6 separate regions of the Mus musculus genome follow, and regions 1, 3, 4, 5 and 6 are each linked to region 2. A link is a contact called in public promoter capture Hi-C data. All regions are on one chromosome and are shown on one strand. Each heading gives the region's core, a stretch centred on a gene start, on an enhancer-like site or on the middle of the called end of the contact. The rest is flanking DNA. Distances are from core to core; before and after follow the strand shown. Region 1 holds the start of Kyat1 (kynurenine aminotransferase 1). Region 2 holds the start of Ciz1 (CDKN1A interacting zinc finger protein 1). Region 3 holds the start of Gle1 (GLE1 RNA export mediator (yeast)). Region 4 holds the start of Endog (endonuclease G). Region 5 holds the start of Coq4 (coenzyme Q4). Region 6 holds the start of Sh3glb2 (SH3-domain GRB2-like endophilin B2).

Region 1 (3,807 bases), core at 49-2,548, 2.2 Mb before region 2:
TCACAACCATCTGTAATGCAATCTGATGCCTTCTTCTGAAGACAGCTACAGTGTACTTAGATATAATAATAAATAAATCTTAAAAAAAAAAGTTTTCAGCACAGGAACTGACTGCCAGGTTGTCTGTTGCTCTCACAGAAACATAGGGTGGAAACAGTGTCCTGTTGGCTGTGAGACCCTGAGCTCCCTACTAGGTCGACTACACAGGAGATCCAAAAATTAGTGCTAAGGCTCCCAGGAAGCAGAGGGAGAGACCTGGTGTCTTCAAACCCTCCTGCGGGTGGGAGGGGAGTGAACATCTGTGGGAATCCTTTTCCAAACTCTGTGCCTCACCCATTGGTAAACAGAACTGGTGTGTATAAAACGGTGAACCCACCAGCGGGGCCACCTGGTGTCTACCATTGTGGTCACATTTGTTCATAGATGATACTCCAGGTCTATGGAGGACTGTAAGCCTTGGAGTCCACCTACGCGGGACAGCCCTGTTCTCTTTCGTTCACCCTCTCTTTCAGCCTCTTTCAGCCCCATTTTTCCTGCAGGTCATGTGGCATGTCTGTGATATGCCTGGTAGAACATGGGTTTTGCACATCTGACCATAGCAGGCTTCAGTAGGACTGAAGGCTATTCTTTCTGTCCCATTAACTTAAAAAATATTATTATTATTATTATTATTATTATTATTATTTTAACCTAAGTTATCTTGGAAGTTGTCCCACATTAGTACATGAATCCAATTGCCGTGCAGCCCGGGAACCGACAGAACCCAGAAGGACCCACAGAGACTATTGGCGCTAGCTCTGCAGGCAATTCTCCGTTAGCGCAGTCTGCATCTTCTTGGCCAGGACTACCTTGGGAGAGTGGACGTGGGTGCAGAGAGAACTAGTCTAACTGGTTCTGTGACTGAGTGTAGAGCTGCCAAGACCGCGTGTGCAAGTTTTTCTCAGGGGATAGATCCTTCTTTCAGAGAAGCTACACATCACATACAAACAGGAGCACATGGATCAAAGAGCTACAGCACTCGCAAACCTTAGCTAACTTCAACACACGATCTAGATGAAACCCCGCACGGCAACCAGGAACTGACCTGCTTCAGCAAACAATAGCGCTGCTCTGTCCAATAACCCGCGACCCCAAACGTATTCCCAAGGTTGCAGAAGTCTGTTCCTTTAAAGAGGCCGAGCCCTAGATGGGCTACTTCCGCCCAGATGCAGCTTAGCTCAAGAGAACTGTCAGAAGCAGTGCGAAGCTCTGTGTGCCCTTTAAAGACTGGGCGACAGCCTAGGATCCCCAAGCATTTGCGCTCGGTGACATCACTTCCGGGGCGGAGACCTAAGAAGCGGTACAAACAAAACAAGGAGCCAAAGACCCACGGCGCGACTGGCTGTGGGTAGCCAGACCCAGGACTAGGGCTGCCTGCGTGGCGGCCGAGAACAGCGGGCCTTGGTGAGTGGGTCGAGTATGGAAAGGGACGCGCTGTCACCTCCCTGAATCCAATGACGCGGGCCCGACCTCCGCTCGCACCTCTCACCCGAGTTTCCGCCGCGGTCCCTGCAGATCCACGCCCCTCCGCGCACGTGCACCTTCCCAGAGGTTCCACCCGGGCTCCCCTAGTACTTGGTGCCGAACTCTTTCCTTGAACCCCTCCCTCTTTCTGATCTGCGGGACTATTCCCTGGTCTTTGGAATCTCAGGCTGGAAAAGACCGATTCTCCTATTGGTTTAGCCCGTCGCATGTATGCATTGGGCAGGAGTGACAGATCTAGGGAGGTGAGGTTGGAAGAGCTGGAGGTCAGCAATGACGCGTCCAGGCTGAAGGAACACAGCTTGGGAAGCCAGGGGACAATGAAATTGGAAGCTAAATTGAGAAGGAAAGAATGGAGGACCTGAAAGTTTCAAAGACCTTCTGCCTTGGAAAGGTGGCAGCAAAACCTTCAACCCCTGCTGACTGTTCTGCTCTCTGGAGCACACAGACTAGCAGACAGCGCAGGAGGAAGGGCAGGAGGTCTGCTTCTTGTGCTGGGGACGGAGGATAAGGAGGATAAGAGTATGTTCCGAGGCTTGGGACAGTGGAAGTGACCTGGCCACACAGTTGGTGAAGGTTAGGTTCCCCTGTGGCAGTCCAGGGGAAGCAGGGACTGGAGGCTAGTGTTGTGAGGAGATACTGGGGTGGCTTGACTCCCTGCTTTCCCAGTTCCATAGCTTGTTTGGGTTTTGGGTGTTGACTCTGGACCTTCTTGTCTCCCAGGGTCTGTAGAGGACAAGGCAGGAGACCAAGAGACGTTTGTGACCCACCACCTCCCCAGTGGTTTTCGTCTGCTGAGGACACCTGCTACAGAGCAGTTTCGTTACACTTCAGTGGCCTTTGTAGAGAGTGGGGGCTTCTGGGATTGCCCTGTGAATCAGGAATCCGGGCAGGTGGCTGGGTTTTTGACTTGCTGCTTGAAGGAGCTTCAAGGGAGGAAGCAAAAATGATTGCAGGTTTTGTGGGGGGACCGCAGAGGAACCTAGGTGGGATACATATACTAACCTCTTTGCCATCCCTGGGCTCTTTCACCTGCCCTGTCTTTATGGTTGGCCTTGGACTGGGACTTATGTTGGGAAATGTGTCCTTGGCCTCCTCAGCACTGCAGTCTGAGAGGAGACAGACATCAGGAATAGAAGCTGAGGGTTGAGCATTGTTAGGACAGCCCCATGGTAGTCCAGAGGAGAAGGTACCCACATGGACGATGTTGCCTGAGGTACACTTCCGGAAGTGGGATCCTGGAGGAGCAGGCGAGCCTGCAGCCTCAGTTCTGGCTCTTTAACCATGAACAAGTAGTGGCTCAGTTTCAGCCAGGTGTCTGGATCCCGGCTGAGGAGACAGTGCAGAGGTGGCCTGGACAGCGTCTGCACCTTTCTGGCTCTAGGTGCTTTACTGCTAGACACCCGTGTTGGCTTCTGTGTTCTTGTATTGACCTCCTGGCACAAATTGACCCCACCCCCAGGTGTGACATGTTCTAGATCCCTCTTAGACCCATTCAGGTCCCAGCAAGTGTCACCCCATTCCCAGTGACCTCCTGACAGTACTTTGGCTTTCCCTGTGGCTGGGCCACACTCCCAACTCAGACTGCTTTTGCTGTCCCTTCCAAGTCTCCAGTGGGATCTACACTTGTCTCTGGGTGAAGTGACGAATAGATTGCTGCCTGTGCGGTGTCTCACTAAGTATTTGCTTACTCTGGAGAGTGTACCACTGATTTTAAGTGGAAGTCCTTGTATGGCCTGGTCCTCCCTGACACTCCTTTCTTGTTCCTTCTCTCCTCCAGGGCTAACATTCTCTGGATGGCACCTCTGTCTCCTGCCAGGAAACACGCCCTCTGCTTCCTGCCTGGATCTCTCTCACCACTGTTCCTGCTCTAGGGACACTTACCCATGTTCTCTTACTCCTCTAGAACCCTCCACTGACCCCTTTGGTCTGGGTGTAAGTTTGGTCCCTGAATCCCCAGCAGGGTCTGGCTTCCAGACTGCAGAATTTGCCATGGGGACTCCTCATGACAGCCAAGGTCTGTGGGGCAGGCATCATGCCCAGTAGTTTCTGTTGCCCTGTCTACAGCCTCAGACAGCACTTTCATTAGCACCAATTGGAGGCTGGTACCTCAGAGTCCCACAAGAACCTGCTGAGAGCAGCACTCGCTGTCTTCCAGTGTCACGGCATCCGTGGGGTTTGAGGGATGTCAGGACCCTGGAGAGATGGCCGGGGCAGCCTCAGCAAGGACAGCCACATGCAGCTAGAGAGCAGTCATCTAGGGGTAAGGGTTGCTCAGCCTCACCG
Region 2 (3,766 bases), core at 967-3,466:
AAGCATTATGTAATGTCATCTTCACACACACACACCCTGGAAGGGACACTTATTTTGCAGATCAAGAAACGGGCGGAGAGGACTCCTTCAGTCCCTCAGGGTCGCAAAGCCAGATGGCTAAGGCGATCCTGACTCCACCTTCACTACCTGCGCGTGTGCTCCAACCAGGGCGCAGCATCTATTTATTTATTTATTTATTTATTTATTTGCCGCAGTGTCTTACTAGTCCGCCTCTGCCTCTCAAGCATTAAGGTTATAGGCTGGGGCCACTATGCCCAGCCAAGCTAGAGTGCGGTTTGTTTGTGTTTTGTTTTGTTTTTTTTAACTTTAAAATAACAACAACTATTATTACTAATTATTTATTATTATTATTGCTGGCTAGCGACCCCCCTGCTTCTGCCTCCCCATGTGCTGGGTTCACGGAAGTTTTCCGACCGATGAATTTACTCCTGTCACTTAGATACGCCTATCCTTCAAGGATGATTACGCCATTCAAGCTTCCTAAACACGCAGACCCCAGCCGCAGACCCCCAGCCGCGGCCATCCCAGCTCGCTCTGGCCAGGATGAGCCACTTTAGTGCTATTAACGCCAACAACTGCGAAAGAGGTCCCAGTGGAGCGAGAACTCTCGCCTCCTGAGCCCATTACCCCCGGGCGAGTCCCGAGCCTCAGGTTAGCGCAGTCACCTGACTGCGCAGTAGTGATCTGTCCTCTGCGGTCCCTAGCGCCGCCGAGCGGCCAGTCCTCTCAGTCTACACTGGGCGCGAAGTGGGGGGATGAACAAGATAAAAGAATTGCCAAGACCAGTGGGGCTAAGGGGTGTCCGCAGTGGCAGGACCTTTTTAGGGGCAGGTAAGAGCCATTAAAGAAAGTAACTGTGTCAGACGTGGTGGCAGAAGCCAGCGGGTTTCTGTGAATTCGAGGCCAGTCTGGTCTATAGTGAGTTTCCATATGTAGCCATTGCTACACAACACAATGAAACGGAAAAGGAAATCAGAGGCTTGGGAACTTGTTAAGTGGTTAACGTTTGTTCTTCTTCCAAAGGACCCAGGTTCAGCTCCCAGCACTCCCACAGGTGGCTCACAACCATCCACAAACTTCTTCCTAGGGGATCAGATGCCCTCTTTAGACCTCTGCAAGCACTAGGCACATACAAAGTACACACACATACATGCAGGCAAAACATTCATACACCTGAAATAAGAATACATATTTAAAAGACGGGGGTGAGAGGCGGGCGTGGTGGCGCACGCCTTTAATCCCAGCACTCGGGAGGCAGAGGCAGACGGATTTCTGAGTTCGAGGCCAGCCTGGTCTACAAAGTGAGTGCCAGGACAGCCAGGGCTATACAGAGAAACCCTGCCTCAAAAAACCAAAAACCAAAAAAAAAAAAAAAAAAACCAAAAAAAAAAAAAACCAAAAAAAAACAAAAAACAAAAAAAAACAAAAACAAAAAAACAAAAAACGGGGATGAGGAGAGATAGCTCAGTGGTTAAGAGCACTTGTTCTTGCAGAGGAGCTGGGTTCGATTCCTAGCACTCACAAGACAATTCACAAATGTTTCTAACTCTAGTTCCAGGATGTACAAGATATACACGATATACAGATACACATACGTTCAAAACACTCATACACATAAACTAAATCTTTTTTAAAAAAATGTAAAAAACAAAACTATTTTTTTAAAGCTGAATTCACCACACATACGCGCGCCCGCTTGCTCTTGTCCCAGCCCCACGCGGGCTCGGGATCTGGGGACAGTGGTGGCATTGGGGAGGTCAGTTGGGATCTGACCGACTGTCGGTCCCCTTTGCCCCTGCCAGATAAACAGACGGCCGTGGGAACTCAGAATCGCCCCTTCCCGATGCTGGGATCTGGGGACAGGAGCCTACGCTGCCCGGCGCCTCATAGCACCTGGGAGCCACCGCGGCTCTAGCGATTGCAGATTGGTCGCGGTCCCCGCGACGTGACCTGCGCGCGAGGCTTGTTCGCCCGCCGCGGCGTCCGCGCTGAGGCCTCCGCACCTCCAGAGGGCGCTCTGCGCGGGAGTGGCCAGCCGCTGGGCCTTCGGAGTGTCCCGGTCCGGTCACCGTCCCGAGCAGCCCGGGAGCTCCGGAGCCCGCCTTACGAGTCAGCTCGTGGCTTTCACGGTTTCGGTTTTCGTGGATTGCCGGGAGGTGAGGGGGAGCCAGTGTGGTGCCCGCCCCGGAAGCGACAGTGGAGGAGGGTTGGGCACCCCGGGAAGGGTGGACCGCAGGGATAGCGGCTACTTGCAGAGAGCCTACGGGCTTTGTGGACAGGCGAGGCCACAGGATTAGTTAAGTGGCGTTGGCTATATCTGCGAGGGAAGGGAGTGGAGGGATGAGGGACAACGGAGCGGGGTGGGGGTGTGCTGCGGCGGACGGAAGCGTTTCCCATCCAGGGTTCATGGATTTAAGTGACACAATTTAGGGAGAGGACAGCGGAATCCAAAACAGGGAAGTGTGCACGGGAAGCACCAGGAAGTGTAGAGTGACTGACAGGCAGGAGATGGGAGTGGAAAGGTGTGCTCCGATTAGAAGGTTGGACCGCCAGAGTTGAAGAGATGGGAGGGAAGATAAAGAACTGAAGGCGTGTCTGTGTGTGTATCCTGTTCTGGCAGCTGACCGGAAGAACTGGAAGCCCCGAAGCCCCGGGTATAAATGCAGCGTGCTCTTGGCGTGGGTGGGACTGTGTAGCGGTGAAGCTTAGCAGGCGTTATGCTGGGGTGGGTGTTTTGGGAGGGGAGAGAAGCTGGATCATCCCAAAGTGGTGATCTGACCCTACCCACCATACCCCCTTCAGCCACCATGTTCAACCCGCAACTCCAGCAGCAGCAACAGTTGCAGCAGCAGCAGCAACAGTTGCAGCAGCAGCTCCAGCAGCAGCAGCTCCAGCAGCAGCAACAGCAGATACTGCAGCTCCAACAGCTGCTGCAACAGTCCCCACCACAGGCCTCCTTGTCCATTCCTGTCAGCCGGTGAGTTTTCCACTTCCAGGAGCAGTCTGAGGTCTGACGGCTCAGACCCACATTTTGGAGCCTGGCTCCCAGTAGTTATTTTTTCCCCAGGGGCATCCTTGTTTGAGTATTAAATGTCATCAGTTTCTACCTTGGAGGGGATCCTCCATCTGCCATTGAGATGGAGAGAATGGAGGTGAGAGACCTCCGGGTAGATGGCTTTCCCAGGACCCCTCTGACACCCTACTCCCATCACACAGGGGCCTCCCCCAGCAGTCATCCCCGCAACAGCTTCTGAGTCTCCAGGGCCTCCACTCGACCTCCCTGCTCAATGGCCCCATGCTGCAAAGAGCTTTGCTCCTACAGCAGTTGCAAGGTATGGCAGTTCCCCGTGGCCCTCAGCTTCTTCCTAACCCATTCATTCTTACCAACACTCACAGCGGCCCTAACAGCATCCTTATAGATGAAGATACCAGGCTCCCAGGAGATGAAGTCCACAGGCTACTCTGCTAAGTACAGGGTTACCGGGCTACGGTGCTGGCCGTTCCTGCCTCTGCTGATAAACCTAAGGGGAGGCACACCCGTAACCCCCCTCTACAAATGAGGATAGCAACCTGAGGCCCAGAAGAGGGACCATGTGCCCATAGTCACAACACAGGTAGAAGCTAATTAGACAGCCATCACTTGGTATCCCTACCAGGACCCCAGCGTGGACAGCCTTTCGGGGTGACTTTCAAAAGATGCGTGGATGATTCGAGAGAGAAAAAAATCCCACAGCAGGTCACAATA
Region 3 (3,519 bases), core at 270-2,769, 2.4 Mb before region 2:
CAAAAAAAAAAAGTTGAATTTGGCCTATTGTTTGAGAGGGTTAGAGTTCGTAATTGTGGACTACATAGTACAGAGTTCACATCTGGATCCACACTGGGAGGCATCGGAGGAGCACCAGGAATCACAAGTCCTTTGAAACCCCCAAGCCTACACTAACGAACACCTCCACTAGTAAAGACACAATTTTTCCCAAGCAGTTTCAACACCTGGAGACCAGATAGTCAAATCATGAGCCTATGGCGGCCATTCTCATTCAGGTAACTATAGCATCTCAGCCACTCTCACCCAAGTCCAAAATTCCAGAGATTGGCGCTGGAGAGAGTTCACTGGTTAACTACTGGTTGTGCGAGGGGAAGCATCCATCCAGGACACAGAGGAAAGAACCTTGACTTTATCAAGGTGGGCTGGAGAAATGCAGCTAAGGTGCTGACCACATTTGTGGTCACATCCACCAGCAACAGTCCAGCTCCTTTGACATTCGATTCCTCTGGTCTTAGAAGGCACCTACGGTAATCACATGCACATTTTCATACATGTTGAAAATAAATATACCTTTTCCTGAGAGCCAGGGTCCTACCATATAGCTCTGGGTGGCTCAGAACTCATGTAGACCAGCCTTGTCTTCAACTCAGATCCCCTGCCTCTGCCTCTCATGTGCCAAGACTGAAGGCATGCACCACCATGCCTTGGCTCCTACACAATTTCTCAATAAAAAAAAAAAAAAGTTGTCAAATGTAGACCACCACATGCATGTGTGGGTATGTAATTTCGATTCTATTTTCTGAACTAGTGTAAGCTGTGCACCACAGTGTTGAGCTGTAGAACTGTTTGGATTGGGGTCCATTCCTGGGAAGTTTTTTTCCTAGCTAGGCCTTTTCCTGGCTGTCCTGGAACTTACTCTGTAGACCAGGCTGGCCTGGAACTCAAGAGATCTGCTTGCCTCTGCCTCCTGAGTGCTGGGATTTAAGTTATGTAACGCTTCACCCAGATCATTCTTGGGGGACTCTTGTATTAACGTTTGTAAAATATTTTATTAGAAGTCCAAAGATTTTTTTTTTAGTAAAAAAAGTATGTATGTATGTATGTATGTATGTATGTATGTATGTATGTATGATGTGCGTGCGTAGAGTAAAAGTCCACAAAGAGGGCAATGGAACCGTCTGAGTTGGAGTTTCTGTTGTGAGCTATCATGGGGTGTTGGAAAATGAACCAGGCTCCACCACAAGGACAGTAAGGACTGTTAACGCCCGAACAGAAAAAATACTGCTTGTTCTCTTGAGGTTCTTATCCACCTCAAACCGCTGTCACGGACTCATGAGCAGTAGATGGGTCAAAAACCGCAGAGCATCACCCTGGCAATTGTGACTGCGAGAAATTACATTGAGATTCAGATCCACGTAGGCTCGCTAGTTTAGCCTCAATCCCGCATTCTTGCTCTGGCCAGGGGGCGGCGCTCACTAGTGGGCGGGGCGCTGCTGACGGACAGGTTCTGCGACCGTTACGGAGAGGCTGCGCCGGATGTGGGGCGGACACCCCGGAAGCGGAAGGCGGCGCCACCTCGGCGGCGGATTCGAGGGTTTGTTGTCAGTCGTGTCAGCTGGTGACATGCCATGCCGTCCGATGGTCGCTGCTGGGAAACTCTGAGGGCGCTCCGCAACACCAGCAAAGGCCGCCTGCGCTACGACCGCGAGTGGCTGCTGCGCTACGAGGTGAGCGGCGGCCCGCGGCCCGCGTTTAGCAGGCTCCCTAGTGACCGCGGTGGAGGACCGGGAGTGGGAACGGGACGGGACGGGCTGCGATCCTTTTTTTTTTTATCTTCTGTATTAACTTATTTGCTTGGGCCTTCAGCTGTTAAGCATCACATGTAATAATGTCTTATACTTACCAATGGACATACAAATAGGGTTAACCGTGCCGGGCATAGTGGCGCACGCCTTTAATCCCAGCACTTGGGAGGCAGAGGCAGGCAGATTTCTGAGTTCGAGACCAGCCTGGTCTACAGAGTGAGTTCCAGGACAGCCAGGGATGCCCAGAGAAACCCTGCCTCGAAAAACCAAAAAGAGAAAACAACAACAAGAAGAACAAAAACAAATAAATAGGCTTAACCTTCTTCTCTTTAGGATGTTTTGGAAGAATGCATGTCTCTTCCCAAACTGTCTTCTTACTCTGGATGGGTGGTAGATCACATCCTACCCAACACCTCAGGCCACACGCAAGAGAGTGCTCCTTCTTCTGATAATTCACCATCCTCTGGATCTGCATCTGGCTTGTACCAATCCTCACTACTAAAATCTCCTGTCAGAAGTAGCCCACAATCCCCGTCACCCTCATCACCAAATGGAACCCAGGTAAGGCTTAATTTGCTTAAGACAAAAGACTTGTTGGCTGCAAGGTTGAAATGTTTAGTCACATGACAGTGACTTGGGGGAGACGATTTGTTTCCCATATCATCGTATCATCCACTGTTGGTATGCGTGTATGCGCATGTGTGTGGAGGCCAGAAATCAACTTTAGGTCTTGAGTCTCAGAGGCCTCATCTTGGGTTGTGAGGCAAGTGTCCCTCATTGGCCTGGAGCTCATCAATTAGGATTAACTGGCCAGTAGTCCCAGAAATCATCCTGTCTCTTCTTCTCTAGTGCTGGAACTCTTTTTTTTTTTTTTTTTAAGATTTATTTATTTATTATATGTAAGTACACTGTAGCTGTCCTCAGACACTCCAGAAGAGGGAGTCAGATCTCATTATGGATGGTTGTGAGCCACCATGTGGTTGCTGGGATTTGAACTCCTGACCTTCGGAAGAGCAGTCGGGTGCTCTTACCCACTGAGCCATCTCACCAGCCCTAGTGCTGGAACTCTTAAGTGCATGCCACCATGCCATTTTTATAAGGATCATTAGAGTCAAACCTTAGGCCTTCCCTGCTTGTACTTTACCCATTAATCTATCTCCCCAGCACAGAAGAAACACCAGTTTATTAAAGAGAAGCAGTGTAACACCAGGTGTGGTGGTGCACACCTTTAAGTGCAGCACTTGGAAGGCAGAGGCAGGTGGGGTCCTGTGAATTCAAGACCATCCTGGTCTACAGAGCAACTTCTAGGCCAGCCAGGGCTACATAATGAAACTCTGTCTTTAAAACAAACAAACAAACAAAGAAACGAAAGTTTTGTGCTTCTTAGCCTTTTGGGGAAGATGGAATGTAAATGAGTTAGGGCCAGGAATGGGGAGAGAGAGAGAGAGAGAGAGGAACAACATAGCAAAGTTGATGTCATAATACACAGCGTTCCCTGTTGACTGTTCTCATTGGCAGCATGAACCTGGGAGAGCAGGGCGTAAAAAACGAGGAAGACTGATGTCTCATATGATAACTAACTTTACTCAGAGATTCAGATAACTTATACTCTGAGGGAAAAGTCACCTGGGTACTGTATTCAGTCACAAGGACAAGCCACCAGTGGGAAAACGTTTTTCCTTTTTCCTTAGATGAATTTAAATGAATATTAGCCAGTTGTAATGAATAATCT
Region 4 (3,703 bases), core at 497-2,996, 2.2 Mb before region 2:
TCACCTTAGAACTGCAGAGGCTGCACAGTTCAGAATATAATGGGTCCCGAGAACTGAAGCTATAGGACATTGTGAGCTGCCTGTCACTTAACTTGGGTTCTCTGCAAGAGTTGAATATGCTCTTTAAAAAACAAAATTATGGGGCTGGTGAGATGGCTCAGGTGGGTAAGAGCACCCGACTGCTCTTCCGAAGGTCCAGAGTTCAAATCCCAGCAACCACATGGTGGCTCACAACCATCTGTAACAAGATCTGACTCCCTCTTCTGGAGTGTCTGAAGACAGCTACAATGTACTTACATATAATAAATAAATAAATCTTTAAAAAACAAAACAAAACAAAATTATGTTGTCTATATAGGTGTTTGCCTACAAATCCTTTGGTGTTACAGATGGTTGTGAGCCACCATATAGGTGCTGGGAACTGAACCTGGGTCCATTGCTAGACCAACATGTGCTCTGAACTGCTGCACCATGTCTCCAGTCTACAACTTTGTCTTTTTTTTTTCATTTTTTCAACAGTCTGTGGTGACATACACCTTAAATTCCAGCACTTAGGAGGCAGAGGGAGGCGGATCTCTGAGTTCGAGGCCAGCCTGGTCTACAGAGTGAGTTCCAGGCCAGCCAGGACTACACAGAGAAACCCTGTCTAAAAAAATCCAACCAAGCAAACAAGCCCAAGTTTCATCATAACATGTTCACACATGTACACGGTATTTGTATGATTTCCCTCCATTGCCTTCTTACCCATCAACACCTGCAGATGCCCTATTTCCCAATGTATCTTAAAAGAAAAAAAATTATTATTCAGGCTAGAGAGATGGTTCAGATGTTAAGAGCACTGGCTATTCTTCCAGAGGTCCTGAGTTCAATTCCCAGCAACCACATGGTGGCTCATAACCATCCATAATGAAGTCTGGTGCCCTTTTCTGGACTGCAGGTATCGTGCAGGCAGAACATTGTATATGTAATATATAAATAAATCCTTTTACAAAAAGAATTATTCTATGGATATGAATACACTGTCTTCAGACACACCAGAAGAGGGCATCTGATCCCATTACAGATGGTTGTGAACCATCACGTGGTTGCTAGGAACTGAACTCAGGACCTCTGGAAGAGCTCTTAACCCCTCAGCCATCCCCCCAGCCATCCCCCAATTATCTTTTAATGTATAATTGGTTTTGTCCCATGCTAATGAGTGTGGCTCTGACTGTACACTCTCAGCCCTATTTTCTTCAGTTTTTATGTATCGGTCTTCCTCCGTCTTAATAGGTTGTAAGGAAGTTGATGTCTTAAAATATTCATAAGTTAAATACTATTCCATCTGAAATGTAGGAAATATCTTTAGCCAGCCCCTGACCTACGGACAGGAAACATTGGCCAACACAACATACTTCCCAGGCCAAACCCTTTAAGTGGGTTGAAAAGTATGACCCTAGCATAGCTATTTTCTCTAACCTTATATAGCAAGCTTAGGTTCCAGGCGGCTATCAATAGCTACACCTGCATTCTTCTGTTAATCAATCTAGAGAAATCCTTCGCTCGTTTGGTGGCAGGAGGGTGGGTGCACCTGAGGGGTCTGACAGATCTGGGGTTCTGTCCTGTTTAAAAGCAGGGCCATGTGAGGTGTACATGGCGAGGCGGAGCCCGACGTGGAACGACCAATGGCAAGCGAGTAGGGCGGCACCAGGACCCAGCTACGTCTTAAAAGGGCAGCTGAAGGGCGTCGGGGGCCACGCCAGCACAGGCTCCTTCACTCTGTGCTAACATCAGTAGCGTCCTTGTCCTCCGGTAGGCATGCGCGCGCTGCGGGCCGGCCTGACCCTAGCGCTGGGCGCGGGGCTGGGCGCCGCGGCAGAGCATTGGCGGCGGCGGGAGGGCAAAGCGCCGGGGCTGCTGGGCCGAGTGCCATTGTTGCCGGTGGTCGCGGCCGATCTTCCCGCGCTGCCGGGGGGACCGGCGGGCGGCACCGGGGAACTGGCCAAGTACGGGCTGCCCGGCGTGGCGCAGCTCCGGAGCCGCGAGTCCTACGTGCTTAGCTACGACCCGCGCACGCGCGGTGCGCTCTGGGTGTTGGAGCAGCTGAGGCCAGAGCGGCTCCGTGGCGACGGGGACCGTAGCGCCTGCGACTTCCGCGAGGATGACTCTGTGCACGCGTACCACCGCGCCACCAATGCGGACTACCGCGGCAGTGGCTTTGACCGCGGCCATTTGGCCGCCGCCGCCAACCACCGCTGGAGTCAGCGGGCCATGGACGACACCTTCTACCTGAGCAACGTAGCGCCTCAGGTAGTCTCGGACCCTGGTCGCCCGCCCGACTGCAGCGTCTAGATCTTACTTTACACGTGCACCGTGGCGGGAGGGAGGAATCTTACAGTGGCACTGCAGAATCCGGGGTTTATCCTTCTTCAGCCTCCCGTGGGAAGCAGTGCACCAAGTAGTGACGGGCTGCAGCAATGCCTGTCAGCAAGCCACCCAGTGTGCTTCCTCAGGGAACCCGGGAGCTTGACTCCTCAGTCTACCCTGCTGGCCTAGGGCCAGTCAGGCCTCCAGGGCACACTGTTAGCACTGCACCTGCTCCCAGCAGGGTCTTGATTGTGAAGTAGGTTCCTGGGACATCCACCCAGTGGATGGAGATGGACAGGAGACCATATCCCACCCCACACCTTTTGTTGCTCGATTTTCCAGGCTGCCCAGGAACTCAAGAGATCTGCCTGCCTCTGCCTCCTGAGTGCTGGGATTAAAGGTGCACACCAGCACTGTCCAGTCCCCGTGCCTTTAGAGCTTGACCTAAGGTTTGGGAGTTCCAAGAGACCTTGGGGGTCTCTGAATGACTAATGTCCCCTCCTTCCTCCTTCCCTTGAGATGGGGAAAGCTTAGAGCATTGGAGTGCCAGGAATGGAGTGTGGCTAGCACTGGCTCAAAAACTGTAGTCACAGAGCCGTAAGGAGGGAGCCCTTCTTTGAGCCCTTGTCCTTCAAATGTTTGGGCATTGACATTAAGAGCTGGGGCATGCCTAATGGAAGGTCCGAGGTGTGCTCCTGAGCCTCGCTTCTCCCACCAGGTGCCACACCTCAACCAGAATGCCTGGAACAACCTTGAGAGGTACAGCCGCAGCTTGACGCGAACTTACCAAAATGTCTATGTCTGCACGGGGCCGCTTTTCCTGCCCAGGTAAGCCTGTAGCTGACGGGGCCTCCGACTCCTGTTCTCCAACCTTGGGCTTTCTGTGTCACTGTAGCCAGAGACCTTTGGGTGGCCTAGAACTCTGCTGTGCCCTCAGGTGCCTGGCCCCACACCTGCCTTTGCTCCCCACGTCTGACCTGCCTTACCACCTGTAACCCGTGGCTGCACGGGAGGCTGTCACCCTTGCCTCTGACGTGCTAAGGATTCCTGGCAGACAAATGAGCTGAGCTCCTCGGGAGGGCACAGAAAGCAGCAGCAGCAGCAGCAGCAGCAGCAGCAGCACGGGCTGCAGCACGGGCTGCAGGAGGCAGCGGCTGCTGCGGAAACCAGAAGCTACAGGCATCCACTACAGGCCATCTGGCGTGGCGCGGTGTGACGCCACCCGAGCACCAGGCTGGGGCTGGGGTTCCCCAGCATGGCCTCCCACTCGTGCTTGTTAGGTGTACTGCCTACGGGACAGGTTACAGTCACGTGAGCATAGGTGAGCATCAGGGTCTAGAGAGCTCATTCCTCTAGC
Region 5 (3,537 bases), core at 903-3,402, 2.6 Mb before region 2:
ATTCTCCTCCTGAATCAGTGAGCTCCCTAAGGTGGGACCTAGGTCTGTCTGTCTACAATACTGACCTATGGCCCCAGACTCAGTGTCTTGACCACTAAAAGACTGACTACAGCTTAATGTGCCCCAGCACTTGGGAGGCAGAAGCAAAAGGATCAGAATCCAGACTTCAAGGTCATATTTAACTATACAGTGAGTTCAAGACCAGCCTGGACTACAGGAGGCTGTGTCTCAAAACACAAAAACAAGAGCTGGCGAGGTGGCTCAGTGGGTAAAGGCTGCCACGCCTGATGACTTCAGTTTGATCCTGGGACCCATGGTGGCCTGAGAGAAGTGATTCCCAAAAGATGCCCTCCGACTTTCACACCCAGGCCTTGGTGTGCACACATACATACAAATAATACGTTTTTGTTTTTGTTTTTTTTTAATAAGGGACCTACCTCACAGAACTGGGGTGAGGACAAAGATAACATGATGTCTAATACAGAGCAGGTATTAATAACACAGGTCTACCAGAAGTTCTCAGCTTCCCTAGAGAGTCCTAGAATAGCTAAGAGTCAGCAAAGTGTAGTTCACAAGTCAAATCATCAAGTCTACTTTGTTTTGAGACTGGGTCTCACTGTGTTGCCCAGGTTGGCCAGGGACTCCTAAATTTAAATGATCCTTTCAGTCTCCCATAGAAGACAAAGGCTGCTGGACACCGGTGTTTATAACTGCTCTCAAAATAGCTGTTTTGTACTCCAGCCTTTTTTTTTTTTTTTTCCTTCGAGACAGGGTTTCTCTGTATAGCCCTGGCTGTCCTGGAACTCACTTTGTAGACCAGACTGGCCTCAAACTCAGAAATCCGCCTGCCTCTGCCTCCCAAGAGCTGGGATTAAAGGCGTGCACCACAACCATGTGGCTGCACTCCAGTCTTGACTAAAATACAAGAAGGTTCTCTCCTTTCCTACAGTCTAGAGATGCTTTGCATTACAATAGCAAAGAGGAGCAGAGCCAAGGAAAACACAAGGCTGTAGGCAGAAGCTGTTTAAAATCTTCCCTCTCTAGGGAAGTTTGCCAAACCCTGGGCTAGAAATCTAACTCAGGCCAGGGATTTCCTCTAACATCACGGCCAGGGTCCTGTCTGACTCTGCCTTACCAAGTCTGTGGGTGGTGAGGGAGGGTACATTGGTGGCTCTGAGAGTCAACTTCTTCTCTTCACTGCCTTCCACAGGGCCTAGCAAGAAGCGAACACGCTGATCAGGAGCAGGAGGCTGCTGGGCATTGAGACCTAAGCACAAAAGAACACAGTCAGTACTTTTCCAACCCGCAAGAGAAGGGGTAGAGAGATGGTAGCATAGAAGATGGATTTGTGTATCGTAGAAAACGTACTATGACTCCTTCAGAAGCCAGGTATCATTAATTCCAGCACTGGGGAGGCAAGAGGCGGGCCTATCTCTGAATTCAAGGCCTGACTGATCTACAGAGTTATTTCCAGGGCAGCCAGGGGTATACAGAGAAACCATTCTCTAAAAAGTGAAGAACAAACAAACAAAACAAAAATCCTAGGTTGGAAGTGTAGCTCAATTCATGGAGTGTTTGCACAATACGCAAGACGCCCCGGGTTCCATCCCCAGCACCCTAATGGGAGGTGGTACTACACAGATGTAGTCTAAGACCTTGGGTAGTGAAGGCAGGACAGTCAAAAGTTCAAGGTTATCTTCATCTTACATAGCAAATTTGAGGCTACATGACAGTTTTTAAGAAAATAAAAGAAAGGAAAAAAAGGCAAAGAAAAAAATTGGTGTTTGAGGGTCGGGGTGGTGGTCACGCTTGTGATCCCAGCATCTGGCAGGTGGAGTCAGGAGAGTCAGAATTCTCAGTGCCTCACTGATTTCAAGGTCGGATTAATTAGAAAAGACCCTGTCTCAAAAGGCAAAAAAAAAAAAAAAAAAAAAAAAAGTTCAAATTCTAACTCTGTAACAGAAACCGCGAAAAAAAACCCAACACTATAGAATGAATTTCTCTAAAGGAAAATAGCGGAGAGTGGGTAGTAACGAAATGTGTACAAGAGAAAAAAAACAAACAAACAAGAAACAGCTACAACCCGGCAAACGAACCACGTGACCTCACTCCACATCAGAAAGAACTAAAGCAAAACCGTGGGTCCGCGTCGGAGTTCTCACCTTTAAGCAGTTGCAACTCCACGGTCTCACGCAAGTGCAGCCACTTCAGCCCCGGAGGTTTATAGACAGCGAAGAGCCCCTGCAGCCGAGCTAGGCCAGAAGAACCCATGGCTGGAACTCAGCGGTTCAACATCATCCAGAAGCGGGGATGCGGGCGGAAGTGCTGCGTGGTCCTTTCCCAAATGTGGTCCCTACTGTAGGTAGCCGCCTTGTTTCCTTGGCAGGAAGAGGTTCTTTTCTTATTGCCCTCCGGGGGGGAAATAAGAGATGGAGAAGAAAATAGGGCCGGATATCGAGCAACCGAATTCTCGGTTATGTTATTTTTGAATTCTTTTCAGGAGTTTTTTGTTTGTTTGTTTCTCATATATCCCAGGCTGCCCTCAAACTTGCTAAGTTGCCGAGAATTCATTACTTTTCTGTCTCCACTTTTCCAAGATCTGGAGTGACGAGTAATTCACATCAGGCTTGGTTTTTGAGACAAGGTCTCTAGTACTGCCTTCGTACTTAAGAAATAGCCAAGAAGGATCTCGAACTGATCCTACGGCCTCCAGGTTTCAAATGCTGGGTTGACAGGCCTACGTTATAAATAACGCCTGGCTCACAGCAGTTGTTTTACTTCAGTGGCAAACAGATCTTGTGGCTTTCCTTCTCATGCTCCTGTCCATATTACAACATCTCCGATCAAAAAGCCACAGTGAGTGCAGTGTCCCAGGAGTCTTTTGACTTCTCGGGCCTCCGTAGTACCTGCGGAGCCCCGCCTAACCACGCGGACGTCCGCTGCCATGGCGACCCTGCTGCTGCTTCGCTCCCTGCGCCTCCACCGCAGTCTTCGGCCCCGTACGCGGCCAGCTGTAGGTGAGCAGCTCTGATTCCAGTGTCCGCGGCGACCAGAGGGACCGGACTCCTCTCACCTTTACCTCTTTTCTGCTCGCAGATGTACCCCTCAGGGCCGGGAGCCATGGCGCCCGCCTGCTGTACCCGGACCACATCCCAACCACCCCGCTGCAAAAGATGCTGCTGGCTGCGGGCGCGGCGGGAATGGCTCTCTACAACCCCTATCGCCACGGTAAGACGGTTTACTCTTCGGTCTCGAAAGCTGGGACCGGTGAAGACTTGGTTTGTGGGCATCCAAACCTGGCTGCGCCTATCATATTTCCCAGGATCGTTTATGATAATCAGGTGCCTGATTCTAGCTAGAACTGTTTTGGGTCTTCTGGGCACAGGGAGGAGAGGAAGAAAGAAACGTGAAGTCTACAAGTCTGCCTTTTTGTAATTCTTGGAAGAGTGTCACCCTAGCATATTAATCTCTGGGCTGAATGACCAGGTACACACCAAATTACAGCATTCTCACTGGGTAGTAAGTAAACTTGGTAAG
Region 6 (3,940 bases), core at 703-3,202, 2.0 Mb before region 2:
AAATTATCACTGGTCCACACAGGGAATGTGTGCTTGTGTGTCCTGGTGCCTGGCACAGGGACACTGACCCATCGGAGCTGTTACACCTTAGTAATAAAGAACACCTCCATCTTCCTGATGCCTCCCTCCCATGGTAGACGCGTCTCTAGGTCACACTACAGGTGCCTGCCGCCTCTGCTACCTAGTGCCTTGTCTTCAAAGGGGAAGGGGATGGTGCCTGAAACAGTCCAAGGCAGTTACCAGCAAAATGGCATCAGCAGGAGGGTGGGTGTGTGGAGCACAGAAAGTCTCTATTTATAACACTCCCAGCTCCCTCCTCCACCCCAGCCTGGGCCTGGGCCCTGGCTGCAGCTCCAGTGTGACCTGTGTGCCTGCCCCTATCAGGCAGAGTGAGGCCTGGAAGCTGTATGCCACCACTACCTCCGAGTCCTCTCTGTGGGCCTGGCCAGGTCAGATGGCAAGACCCAGCAGTGACAGGAAAGCTGCAGATCAGGTTCTTCCCAGATGTGTGAGATAGTGTGGTTGCCATGCCAACCCTGGGACAGGCTTTCCCCCTCATGCAAGAGACAGAGGAGGCTCAGAGGCCCTCGTATTCTCTCTAGTGCTGGGGTTGCCCACCAAGCTTGGACAGGGAGTGGCAATCCGCACTGGGACACTCAGCCTCAGGGGAGACCTGTGCTTTCTAGTAAACACGACCACATGGGCCTCTGAGGGGGAGAGGAGGAGGCTGCGCCTAGCAGGTCAACAAGGGCAGCATACAGAACTTATTCCTGGGGTACTGAGATGGGTTAGACCAGGGGTACAGAAACCTCAGGAACCCCACCCCCGGCCTTGGAGCAGACAGGGCCTCCCAGCTGAGCCTCATACCTGCTTTACAGAAGGCAGAGTGAGGCTCAGATGGCTTGTCCAAGGTCACTGCAGGATGCACAGGTGCACTTAGCCTCAGCAACTGCACTTGCAGCCAACCCAGGAAAGAGGGCCACTCACCCCATTTCTCAGAGCGAGAAACAGAGGCCCTGAAGTAAAGCTCTCCTGTCCCCCAAGGTCATGAGGAGCATTACCATCCATATCCTGACTCCAGCCTTTTGCTGAGACATGAATTCGCCTCAGTTTCTCTTTCTTCTACCAAATGTTTAGGACTTGTTCCAATATCAGCATTACCGGCCTGGACAGAACCCAAAGAGCCTGCCAGATCCTAGCCTTCTGACATCCTTTAGGCCTGGGAAGTAAAAGGAAACAAGCCTCCCGCAGAGCAGAAAGGAAATAACTCCTGGCTTCCGGCCTGACTCCCCAAGCGTGTGAAAGGGACTGGATGCAACCATTAGCACCAACCTGCCCATTGCACGGGTATGGAGACTGAGGCTCGCAAAAGAGATTGGGGTATTTTTGTGTGGCCCTCAACCTGCCAGCCTGGCCTGGGGCGGGGGAGGGGAGGAAGGCAGACTAGTGCAGAGAGGCCTGAACCACCCAGTGGGCATCCACCTCCCGGGCTGTGCAGGCACCAGGGCAGTGGGCAAACTTGTCAGTGTAAACGGGCACTGCCAGGCGCCCAGGCACCGGAGCCCAGGCCCCCATGGGTTCCGGGCCATAGTGGGGTGCAGCTGACCTCGCTGGGAGCTCCCCTGAGCAGCTCGGGGACAAGAGAACAGGGGCCCTAGCTGTACCCAGAGCGCACAGCCGCTGCTGCAGGAAAGGGGCTCCTGCTGCAGAGAGCCTGCCCGCCCGCCCGGGGCGCGCTCCACATCCGGGCCCCATGAGCGGCGTCGTGCCAGGCCTCACCTGCACCGCCCGAGTGAAGAAGATGCCCGCGTCCGACGCCAGCTTCTTCATGTTGAAGTCCATGGCGCGCCCGTACGCAGGGCCGCCACGCCGGCCCCAGAGCAGCCGGCAGCCCCCCGCCCCGCCTCACGCACCCCGCCGCACCCCGCCCACCTGCTGCCTGCGCCCGCCCTCTGCGCGCGCGCGTCCGCGGCCGAGCCGAGCCGAGCGCGGGGCGGGGCCAGGCGCGCGGGGCGGGGCTTTGGGGAGCGCTGCTGCCCCTGCCGGCCGCGGGCCCCACCAGCGGGCTGTTCGCTCTAATCAACGTTTTACTAAACCGGTTTCCGTGCACCCTGGAGGTCTCTGCGGATGCACTGTAACACTATACTATTGATTATTTTGGTAATTCATTATGCAAATTTTAGTTTTTTTTTTTTAAATAGTTGGGAATATATTCGTTTAAAACAGGGTCTCTCCAGGCCCCTCCTGGCCTAGAACGCCAAATGTAGACCAGGCTGGCATCCAATTCACAGAAACTTCTGCTGGGATTAAAAGTGTGCACCACATCTACCCGTTTTTGTTTTTGTTTGCTTTCCTGTTTTCATTTTTTCCCCCTCTGTGTGTGGCTGTATATTTGTGTTTGTGTCTGTGTGTTCGCTTGCGTGTGCATGAGCACAGGGTGTCGCCGTGACCATGACATTGCAGGGATACTCGCATCACACTGGCCATGGGAGCCCGCGGCCCATGCTTCTGGAATTTACATGACTTAATTTATTTAGGTTCTCAAGGCTGTACAGTTAAGTTCTTTAACCATGGAGCTGTCTTCCCAAACCTGTTTTTGCTTTTAAATGTTATTTTATGTTTTATTATGAGTGTGTGTTTGCGTGTGAGAGCACATGCATGTGAGACAGGGGACACAGAAAGCTGTAGCATGGATGTGGAGATCAGAGAACAACTTTCTAGAGTCCCCTCTTCTTCTTGTATATGAGTTCTGTAGTCCTGAAGATCAAACTCGGGGCAAGCTCCATGACTCGCTGAGCCATCTCTCCGGCCTCCTTTTATTTTGTTTGTTAATTTTTAAAATGTGTTTATGTGTAAGGGTGTTTTGCTTGCATGTACTATGGATTCTATGTGTGTAGTGCCCTCAGACACCGGAAGAAGGTGTTGGATCCCCTGGGACTGACATTACAGATGGCTGTGAGCCACCATCTGAGAGCTGGGAACAGAACCCAGGACCTCTGAAAGAGCAGCCAGTGCCCTTGACTGCTAAGCCATCTCTCCAGCCCCTCCCTCCTTTTCAGATTTATTTCTGTTTTTATTTGTGTGTATGTGAACACACACCACATGTTTACAGAGACCAGAGGAGGGGGTCAGATCTGGCAGAGCTGCAATTAAAGGCAGCTTTGAGAAGCCTCACACGGAGGCTGGGAACCAAATTCTGGTCCTGTGAAAGAACAGTGTGTGGGCTTGACCTCCGATGCACTTTTGCCTGCTTTGTTGTTGTTGTTTATTGGTTTGGGTTTTTTTGGTTTTGGGTTTGGTCTTTGCTGCAAGGTCTCTCTCCTGCAGCCCAGGCTGCTCTCAAACTTAATACACAGTTGAAGACGGGCACGGCTTCTCCATCTTCCTGTTGGAATCACAGGTGTCGCTTCCTAGCTGTAAATTATGTATGCAGCAGGCACAGGGCACAGAGTGACAACTGGGTGTGTGCCATTTCAGTGGAATAATGAAGGCAAGCTCATTTATCACGCCTGTCGACTTTTGACCCGTCACGAGAACATTCCCTGTCTACATCCTTAGCCGTTTTAAAACATGGGAAATCTGATTAGTCCTTGTCACCCCACCACTGTGCGATAGTGCTCTAATATCAGTCGTCTTCTCTGCCTGTCCCTTGTCCCCCTGTCCCCTGCCACTGTCTTTCCCTTTCCATCACTTTCCCTTTATTTGAACTTTGTCTCTGGTCCCTCTCTCAATTCCTCTCATCATCCTCTCTGGGACTCTGCTTCTAGACATTTACCTGTTTCTTCTGCCAAGGCCTGGTGATAGATAATGCAGGGCCACTAAACTAAGGACAGGCCCTATTGCTTCCTCATCTGGCTGAGAGAAGGATGGACAGGACAGAGAGCTCACAGGCAGGGAGAAGGCTCTCAAGCCAAGCATGAGCCTTCTTAGTTGGGAGGTT

What was found. Promoter capture Hi-C pulls out the DNA fragments that hold promoters and counts their contacts. Capture Hi-C pulls out chosen DNA fragments and counts their contacts.
Region 1: a promoter capture Hi-C map of liver shows a contact between it and region 2, with 4 times the contacts expected there. The contact joins the promoter of Kyat1 here to the promoter of Ciz1 in region 2. A contact is called at or near these places in 3 of 39 promoter capture datasets (the C10 cell line and liver).
Region 3: a promoter capture Hi-C map of liver shows a contact between it and region 2, with 7 times the contacts expected there. The contact joins the promoter of Gle1 here to the promoter of Ciz1 in region 2.
Region 4: a promoter capture Hi-C map of pre-B cells shows a contact between it and region 2, with 8 times the contacts expected there. The contact joins the promoter of Endog here to the promoter of Ciz1 in region 2. A contact is called at or near these places in 3 of 39 promoter capture datasets (cranial neural crest, liver and pre-B cells) and 1 of 9 other capture datasets (liver).
Region 5: a contact with region 2 is called in a promoter capture Hi-C map of liver, with 2.9 times the contacts expected there. The contact joins the promoter of Coq4 here to the promoter of Ciz1 in region 2. A contact is called at or near these places in 3 of 39 promoter capture datasets (liver and pre-B cells) and 1 of 9 other capture datasets (liver).
Region 6: a promoter capture Hi-C map of liver shows a contact between it and region 2, with 8 times the contacts expected there. The contact joins the promoter of Sh3glb2 here to the promoter of Ciz1 in region 2. A contact is called at or near these places in 5 of 39 promoter capture datasets (the C10 cell line, cranial neural crest, hippocampal neurons and 2 more).

What each region holds. Positions count from the first base shown.
Region 1 is chr2:30,204,549-30,208,355 of GRCm38.p6, forward strand. It overlaps Kyat1 (kynurenine aminotransferase 1), which reads right to left and starts at 1,299. Exons shown (of 13, transcript NM_001356474.1): 1 at 1,085-1,299. Gm31201 (a long non-coding RNA gene) reads left to right here and starts at 1,301. Exons shown (of 2, transcript XR_374214.4): 1 at 1,301-1,443; 2 at 3,302-3,807.
Region 2 is chr2:32,360,982-32,364,747 of GRCm38.p6, forward strand. Ciz1 (CDKN1A interacting zinc finger protein 1) reads left to right here and starts at 2,217. Exons shown (of 17, transcript NM_028412.2): 1 at 2,217-2,317; 2 at 2,824-2,998; 3 at 3,238-3,353. The coding sequence starts at 2,829.
Region 3 is chr2:29,933,890-29,937,408 of GRCm38.p6, forward strand. It overlaps Gle1 (GLE1 RNA export mediator (yeast)), which reads left to right and starts at 1,520. Exons shown (of 16, transcript NM_028923.3): 1 at 1,520-1,709; 2 at 2,121-2,348. The coding sequence starts at 1,611.
Region 4 is chr2:30,169,778-30,173,480 of GRCm38.p6, forward strand. It overlaps Endog (endonuclease G), which reads left to right and starts at 1,747. Exons shown (of 3, transcript NM_007931.1): 1 at 1,747-2,289; 2 at 3,065-3,174. The coding sequence starts at 1,798. Gm31080 (a long non-coding RNA gene) reads left to right here. Exons shown (of 4, transcript XR_866091.1): 4 at 520-558. Spout1 (SPOUT domain containing methyltransferase 1) reads right to left here. Exons shown (of 12, transcript NM_172660.4): 12 at 3,670-3,703.
Region 5 is chr2:29,785,341-29,788,877 of GRCm38.p6, forward strand. Coq4 (coenzyme Q4) reads left to right here and starts at 2,153. Exons shown (of 7, transcript NM_178693.5): 1 at 2,153-3,017; 2 at 3,097-3,228. The coding sequence starts at 2,945. It overlaps Trub2 (TruB pseudouridine (psi) synthase family member 2), which reads right to left and starts at 2,331. Exons shown (of 8, transcript NM_145520.5): 1 at 2,163-2,331; 2 at 1,136-1,267. The coding sequence starts at 2,271.
Region 6 is chr2:30,357,364-30,361,303 of GRCm38.p6, forward strand. Sh3glb2 (SH3-domain GRB2-like endophilin B2) reads right to left here and starts at 1,953. Exons shown (of 12, transcript NM_001289709.1): 1 at 1,780-1,953. The coding sequence starts at 1,842.